Regions from separate parts of the Mus musculus genome. Here region 1 is linked to region 2. Evidence: chromatin contacts called from public HiChIP or PLAC-seq data. All regions are on one chromosome and are shown on one strand. The core of a region is the stretch at or near the end of the contact, and the rest is flanking DNA. Distances in the headings are between cores, read along the strand shown.

Region 1 (3,688 bases), core at 397-2,896, 210 kb after region 2:
CCGCCCGGCCTGCTTTAAGGTTTCTTAAGGCTTGCATCATTCCCTGCTCAGTGGTTATGTCTCACCATGGGACCTCTCAGCTACTTCTTCAGGGCCATGCCTGCCTGCTGCCATGTTCCCTACTGTGACAGTCATGGACTCTAATCCTCTAAAACTGTAAGCCCTAAACTAAATACTTTCTTTTGTAATTTGCCTTGGTTATGGTTTTTTAATACAGCGACTGAAAAGTAAGCAAGACTACTGTCACCTAGATTCAGTATCATATAGTTTTTTAAATAACATTGTAAATCATTGTGCTATCACTAGTAAAGATATCTGAATGTTTTCCAAACAGTTCCAATGCTACTTTGTCTTGTCCATATTTGACGTTACCCAGCCAACCAGTCTTCAAAACAGCAAGTGATGTTGTTCTTAAGGGTTCTAGTAAAGCTCAAAGAAAACACCACAAACGGGCAATCTTCATCAACTCTATAGCTCTCATAGCAGCCTTAAGTCAACGCTGACACATGCATCTATCCTGTCTCCCTGCTGAGCACACTCAGGCTTGAGTCTTCCAACACAGTTCAGATGCTACCATGTCTAAAGAGTCATGTCTGAGTCATACAAGGACTCACTACTGCATATGGCCAGATACCTTTCAGTGTTTTTGTACAGCACCGTGTAATTTACCATTTGTATTTAAAAAGAGGGAAAATGAGAGAGGCATGCATATCTGGGAGTCAGAGGACAATCTGCAGAAGTGGCTCTCTCCCTCTACCATGTAGGTCCTTGTGATCCAATCAGGTCACCAAGCCTAGCAGCGAGCACCTTTACCTACTGAGTCGTGTTCTACATTCTTACTTAGTGACGTGTTTCTCCTTAATGTGGACTACTTCATTTACCCAGGTTTCAAGGACACATAGCAGGGTTTCAATAAATGACAAATTAATAACGACGCAGGATTCTAATGTTCTTTGTTAACAAAGAGTCTGTGATAACAGTCGGTCATTAAACATCAGTCTCTCCTATGTTAGCCCTATCATATATGGCTTAACTTCTCTATAACCTCACCTGACCTCTCCCATTCCTTGTTCATTCTAGGATGCTCTGGTTGCCCACAGACGACACGGCATTAACCCTGGCAGTCATTGCTCTGAAACAAACTGTTAGTCACCTAAAGCAGCTGAAGACTCACAGGCAGACACTGCTGCCCAAAAGGCGTGAGAGCCGCTCTCCTGACGTCAGCATTGCAGTGGCTAGTGGCCCTCAGAGTCAAGTCTGAAAGCCTAAGGGAAATCCAGTCACCAAGGAATAGCACAGTGGAAACACAGACGCAAGGCCCCTCTGGAGACACATTATGTAGCCTACAGTAGAAGTGCCCAAAAGAGTCACTTACCACAGGGGGTCCGAATGAGACACGCTGGTGACAAAAGCCTCTCCCGTCTGCCCAGAAAGAGTCCTTCCACTTTTATCAACAATGGTCCCAGAAATCTGAATTAACAATGGAAGCAAATCAACAATATAGACTCTGGTAAAGGCTATGGTCACAAAGACAAAGTGTAACAAACAAGTGCAAGTCCTTTGTTCTTTCATGAGGACAGAACTGTGGAACTCAAACTCAACAGCACAATGTGCTGCCTGAGTGTCAGAATGGACTTGTGCCAAGTGCCTGGGGAAGCAGGACAGAGAAAGGCAGAGCCAGAGGCAAGAACGGCACAAGCAGCCTCGGAAGTCAGGGGCCAAGTCCATCCCTCTGCAAGCCCTGACGGCATGAATCCCTACGCCTCTTGCCTCTTTAACAGCCTGCTCTTCCTCAACCATTTCCAGGCTCATCTTCCTTCTCTCCAAAGGGAAGTTGCCTACTGATAGGAGGGAAGCGAACAGAAGGGTGGTTTCTAAAAGATCACTTCATTCTACTATTCCAGGGAAGGGGAAACTACAATAAAAACCTTAATTGTAAAGGATTTTCTTCTTAAAGGGAGAGAGGGGTTATCACACACATATTTAAGAACTTACAAAGATAGGCCGAGGAGGAGCATAATTCTCTTCAAAGAGGTTCTGGATCGCAAACAAGGCTGCCTGTTAAGAAAAATAAAAAAGGATATCTTGATTTCTGAGAAGACCCAAGGTCAATCTAACTGCCTGATCACACTAATCCTTTTCCAAGTCCACTTTAGGTAGGATACGCACAAAGCTGAAGAAAGGAGATTTTCCCTACATGCATAACTGCAATGCCTCTTCTCTTCTACCATGCACATGTTAACAAAGCCCAGGTGAGGAAAGAGCCTAGCATGATGGACAAGGGCCTGGGTCCAACCCCAGCACCATCCCAAAAAAAAAAAAAAAAATCTGAGTTCACCTAACGAGCTCATTATTTACTTTGAAGAACTAAAGAGTTAACTTGTCTTTCTTTCCTCCTTCAATCAAAGTAAACGTATATAAATAAAACTGTTCTGCCTATTCTTTCAGCCTTTCATACACATTTTTTGGTCTATGAACCGAAAAATGAGCATCACTGGAAAACTCATTGTGAGCTTGGGCTGTGGAACTACTTCACTCTTAAAAGTGCATGCTTAAGTTCCAAGCAATGTCTTCTAGTTCTTCCTTTTTTTTTTTTTAAAGATTTATTTACTATTATATCTAAGTACATTTTAGCTGTCTTCAGATGCACCAAAAGAGGGCGTCAGATCTCATTACGGATGGTTGTGAGCCACCATGTGGTTGCTGGGATTTGAACTCAGGACCTTTGGAAGAGCACTCGGTGCTCTTAACCACTGAGCCATCCCTCCAGTCCTAGTTCTTCCTTTTATCCTTAGTGCAATTGATTTGAAGATTAACACCTCTGAAATTGGAATGCAACTTGCCATTAATATGAACTCTCCTGGTGATGGAGGGTTTTTCTTTGTCATGGAAAGTCTTTCGGTAGACAATATGGAATGCTGGATGTGGTGATTGATGCACACCTGTAACTCTAATCTGTGAGAGGCTGAAGTAGAAGGACGTCCAGTGAGAGGCTAGCCCATGAGACCAGTTCTAGGTCAGTCTGGGCTACATAGCAAGACTGCATCACAAAAATAACAAAACTGAAACTCCTATTTTATAACTAAAAAAAAAAAGTGATCCTTAAAACCTTTTTGTTGTTGTTGCTGTTGTTGTTATTGACTACTTGGTTGTTGGTTTTGTTTTTCTTTGTTTTTCAAGACAGGGTTTTACTGTGTAGGACTAGGACAGCCTCAAATCCTGAGATTCGCCTGCCTCTCTCTGCCTCCCCAGTGAGCTGGGCCCTCCCACATCAACCACAGTCTTCCTTACAGGCCAATGTGATAGAAGCATTTTCTCAACCGGAACTCAAGTTTTCTATTGCCAAACAACCCTGGCTTGTACCAAGTTAACAAAAACCAACCAAGACAGGTCATCTTATACATGTTCATTTCACTGAGAAATAATAAACTATTTAGGGCTGGAGAGACAGCTCAGTGGTTAAGTGCACAGGCTGTTCTTTCAAACAATCCAGGTTCAATTACCAACACGTATACGACACTTCAGAACCCTCTGTAACCCAGTTCCAGGAATCCTGTATCCTCTCTGGCCTCTGTGGCCATCAGGCATGCATGCAAGCAAATGCTAAACACATAAAATGAAAAAGATTACAGAAGCATTCTACTGTACACTCCAAAATAAATTCCAAGTATGCCATTAGGGAAACTTC
Region 2 (3,614 bases), core at 72-2,571:
TTTCCCTCTTCCTTCATGAGGAGCTTTTCAGAGAGGGAGAACAGTGTGTTTGTAATTATACTTCCCCAACAGAGGTGGGAGAGAAGGCACTTAGACTGGGTGACATCTGAGACGGGTTTCCCAAGCAACAGACCCTAAGAGGTGAGGTTTGCAGGGGATGGATGAAGAAGTCCTGAGAGGCTGTGGAATATGGATAATGCAGTACGTGGATACAGAGGTAGCCAAGCAAGTGTCCCATGGCGTACTAAAGTCCCTGATTTCCTTGTGGAAATCTCTGCCTTGGAAGAACCTGGGTTTTCATGCTTCCATGCCAGGGGCTTATGGAGTGCTGGGGATGCAGGAACAGATAACGTTACCAGCTGATGTAGGCAATTTAGCTCTAGGATCTAGAAGATCTCTAGGAAAGGCCAGCTGCAGAGGGCTCCTCTAGGACACCAGGCTCTCCAAAACTAGAGAGAAGAGGTCAAGGGCAAACTGACTAGCAAGACTAGCCTTGTCAGTGAGTTCAGAGTTTGATCGGGAGGCCCTGGCTCAAGTTAGAAGGTTAATGGGGGACGATTCTATTATTCTTGCCCTCAACCTCAGGCCTCCACATGAGGCATACCCACACATGTGAGCCGACACACATGCAAAAACATCCATATGCACAAAAGCATGCCACATACATGAAAAAATGGGGGTGAAAGAAAAAACCTGATGATTGCCCACCACGAAAGAAGCCCCCATCGCCAGGCAAGGGCCATGCTGTGGGGGTCAGGTTATGGGCTTACTTTGCTATGGACCCTCATGACTGAGGACTCCTTAGTCTCACCACATTGTTCCCCTCCCTAGAGCCTAAAATCCAAATGTACTGAAGATAAATGGAGCATGAGGTCAGCCAGGCTCTCGGCTCCAGAATCTAGCCTTGTTTGACTTTCCTTAGATCATCAGGGCCCTGGGACAGCAAAGGCCCGCAAATCATCACCTTGGCCTTTCATGCCCATGAGTAAGAAACACCAGGTCTCACACAAGCACCTGGCACTCCATTCATGCCAGAGTGAGAGAAACAAAAGAACAGGGGGTACAGACCCCATTCAGGTATGCTCCTCCTACACTGCTGGAAGCGGCCTAGACACGCAGGAGACTAGGAGCCCACCCAGCAGCACAGCTGACATGTTCTCTCCCCCACAGACTCAAAATCAGCAGGGCTACCTCTTCATGGACTGGAGCCTCCCAGGGCGAACAGAAGTAATCTTTTCTCTTTATTAGCAGGGTCCCTCCCTCAGGTAGTTGATAGTTATTGTCAGCCTGACAGGATTTAGAGTCACCTCAGAGACACACCTATGGGCATGCCCGGAACAGCACTTCCAGAGAGATTAGGTGAGGAGGGACAACCCCCCCCCCCCGAATGTGGGCAGTACCATCCCATTGGCTGGGTAGTGGAATTAATTTAAACATTTACAAGGGCAACTCGACCATCCACCTCTTCCGACTGCAGATATGGACAGTGTGACCAGCTGCCTCAGGCTCACCATGTCTTCCCTGCCATGATGGACTGGATCCTCAAACCATAGGACATAAGGGCAAACCATGCTGCAGAGGACAAGAACACCTAGCACACTTCAGAGGAGACTCGAAGAAATTGCCACAGAGTGTGGCGCAACACTGTGGTAAGCCTTACAGTGCCAACACTGGTTCACTGTGTAATGAATGACAAAGGAGATAGGGATTGTGTGTTCATCTGACCTGCCACAGAAACTTACATAATGATCTTTATTACTTTTTTTTGAAAAGATAAAATATGTTAACTAGCAACACAAGGTTCCTTGAGAAAAGTAAAAGCATTTGTCACGTGTCCTAGTAGCTTATGCTTATCTGTAATCTCAATCTCTCTCTCTCTCTTTCCCTCTCTCTCTCTCTCCCCCCCCCCCGCTCTCTTCCCCCCCCCCCGACACACACACACACACACACACACACACACACATGCACACATACACACACAGCTTCAGGACCCAAGTAAAATCAGGCTGCATGAAAAAACAGTTTTTCTAAATACCTCCACTACCTTTCTGCATGTACATATGTGGGGGTATGTATGCATGTGTGTGTGTGTGTGTGTGTGTGTGTGTGTGTGTGTAGAACAAGCTTAAATTGATTCCTCAGGATATTTCCAACTTTTATTTTCCTTTTTGGAAACAAGATCTCTTGCTGGCTTAGAACCCACCGGTGAAGCCAGGCTGGCCAGTCAGTGACCCTGGAGATCTACCTGTCTCTGCCTCCCCAGTGCTTGGACGATAAGTATGCAGCACCAAACCCAGGTCTTTTCATGCTGTTCCAGGGATCAGATTCATGTCCTCGAGCTTGCAAGGCAAGCTCTTCTCTACCGCACCAGCTTCTTTCAGTAAGACTGCGATACCCCCGGCTGAGCCCTCGGTCAGCCTTTATCTACCATATTTTTTTTATTAAGTCTTCTTCTCACTTTTGCCATTTGAAAAGAAAATGTCATCATTCTGTTGAGGCTTTCCTGACTCAGAAACTCATTTTTTTTTTCCCACTTCAGATCAGCAGGCAGTTTCACTGGGGTCCATCATTGTACATGTGACCTGCCTGGCCCTCGTCTGGGGAAACTGCTATCATCACTAACACCATCACCATCACCATTGTCCTTGTTATCGTTGTCATTGTCATCATCACCATCCCTGACCTTCACCTTCAGCACTAATGTCTACCACCTAATATTTAACTGGTTCTGAACTTCCCAGAGATTTGATAACCCTGTCTTCTGTGTCCCCATTCGAAGCACAGATGACAATTTTGATCTCAAAGGGAGTATACAGCAAGCTTCTCCCTAGGGTGAGCTCAGCTCTTGGGGCCCCCACCCATATCTGGAGGGAGCAGCCATTGAGCTAATTTTGTCTCCACACCCGTGAGTCATCACTCCTATGTTGTTCTTGAATCTCAGCTTAATTTCCCCAAGGATACCAAGAGAGACTCTCAGATATACGGTGTCTGGAACTCTAGCTCCATATGGACAATATTCTTTCCATCTCTCCAACAATGTGATGTAATTTACCAGCCCCACAAGGTCACCCATCATGCCTGCCTCTGTGGACTCATGGAGGTCTCTGGTGATTATTGCTTTGTTCTTCCTAATGGAGTGTGCATTTGGTTATCAATCCAAAGTGCCCTCTGGGATTAATACTTAAAACCCCATTTTCGACTGTGAGATTCTAGTCTCTGTCCCCTGCTTCTTATCACTAGGATAGGACACTTTCTGCAGAAAACTCTACACAATCACAAGCCCTTTCCAAGACAGGAAGACAGCTCATTCAGAGCCTGGCCCTTCTCTTCCTGGCCCTCAGTTGTTCCCTTTCTCAAAGCAGCCTTCCTTCACCTTGACCAACTTTTGACACCTTCACAGTGAGTGCGAACCTTTGGAAAATGCAGCCTGGGTGCTGAGCACTGAGTTGGTACTCAAAATAATCCCGTTCTTCCTTACCACAGTCCTTTGCTTGGAGCTAAGGTAAGCTTCCTCCAATGACCTACATGCAACTGCAAAAAAAAAAAAAAAAAAAAAAACCTGATGGTGTTTGCTGTTTGCTTGCATTTTTGCAATCTGCATTAAGTTGCGTCTC

The links. HiChIP or PLAC-seq counts read pairs in DNA pulled down with a chosen protein or histone mark.
Region 1: a contact with region 2 is called in an H3K27ac HiChIP or PLAC-seq map of extraembryonic endoderm stem cells. The contact joins two enhancer-like sites. A contact is called at or near these places in 4 of 115 datasets of contacts at active chromatin or transcription factors (the SCID.adh cell line, embryonic stem cells, extraembryonic endoderm stem cells and 1 more) and 1 of 9 other capture datasets (pancreatic islet).

What each region holds. Positions count from the first base shown.
Region 1 is chr13:12,242,560-12,246,247 of GRCm38.p6, forward strand. Mtr (5-methyltetrahydrofolate-homocysteine methyltransferase) reads right to left here. Exons shown (of 33, transcript NM_001081128.3): 7 at 1,996-2,058; 8 at 1,376-1,470. Among named protein-coding and RNA genes, the nearest start is that of Mtr, 14 kb to the right of the region's middle. Within about 2 kb of position 1,647, at least 23 of the 459 cell types and tissues checked have an H3K27ac peak or open chromatin away from gene starts, as enhancers often do. A contact at or near this core is called in extraembryonic endoderm stem cells, where this site is marked.
Region 2 is chr13:12,037,265-12,040,878 of GRCm38.p6, forward strand. The region is part of intron 1 of Ryr2 (ryanodine receptor 2, cardiac); the gene reads right to left. Among named protein-coding and RNA genes, the nearest start is that of Ryr2, 68 kb to the right of the region's middle. Within about 2 kb of position 1,322, at least 24 of the 459 cell types and tissues checked have an H3K27ac peak or open chromatin away from gene starts, as enhancers often do. A contact at or near this core is called in extraembryonic endoderm stem cells, where this site is marked.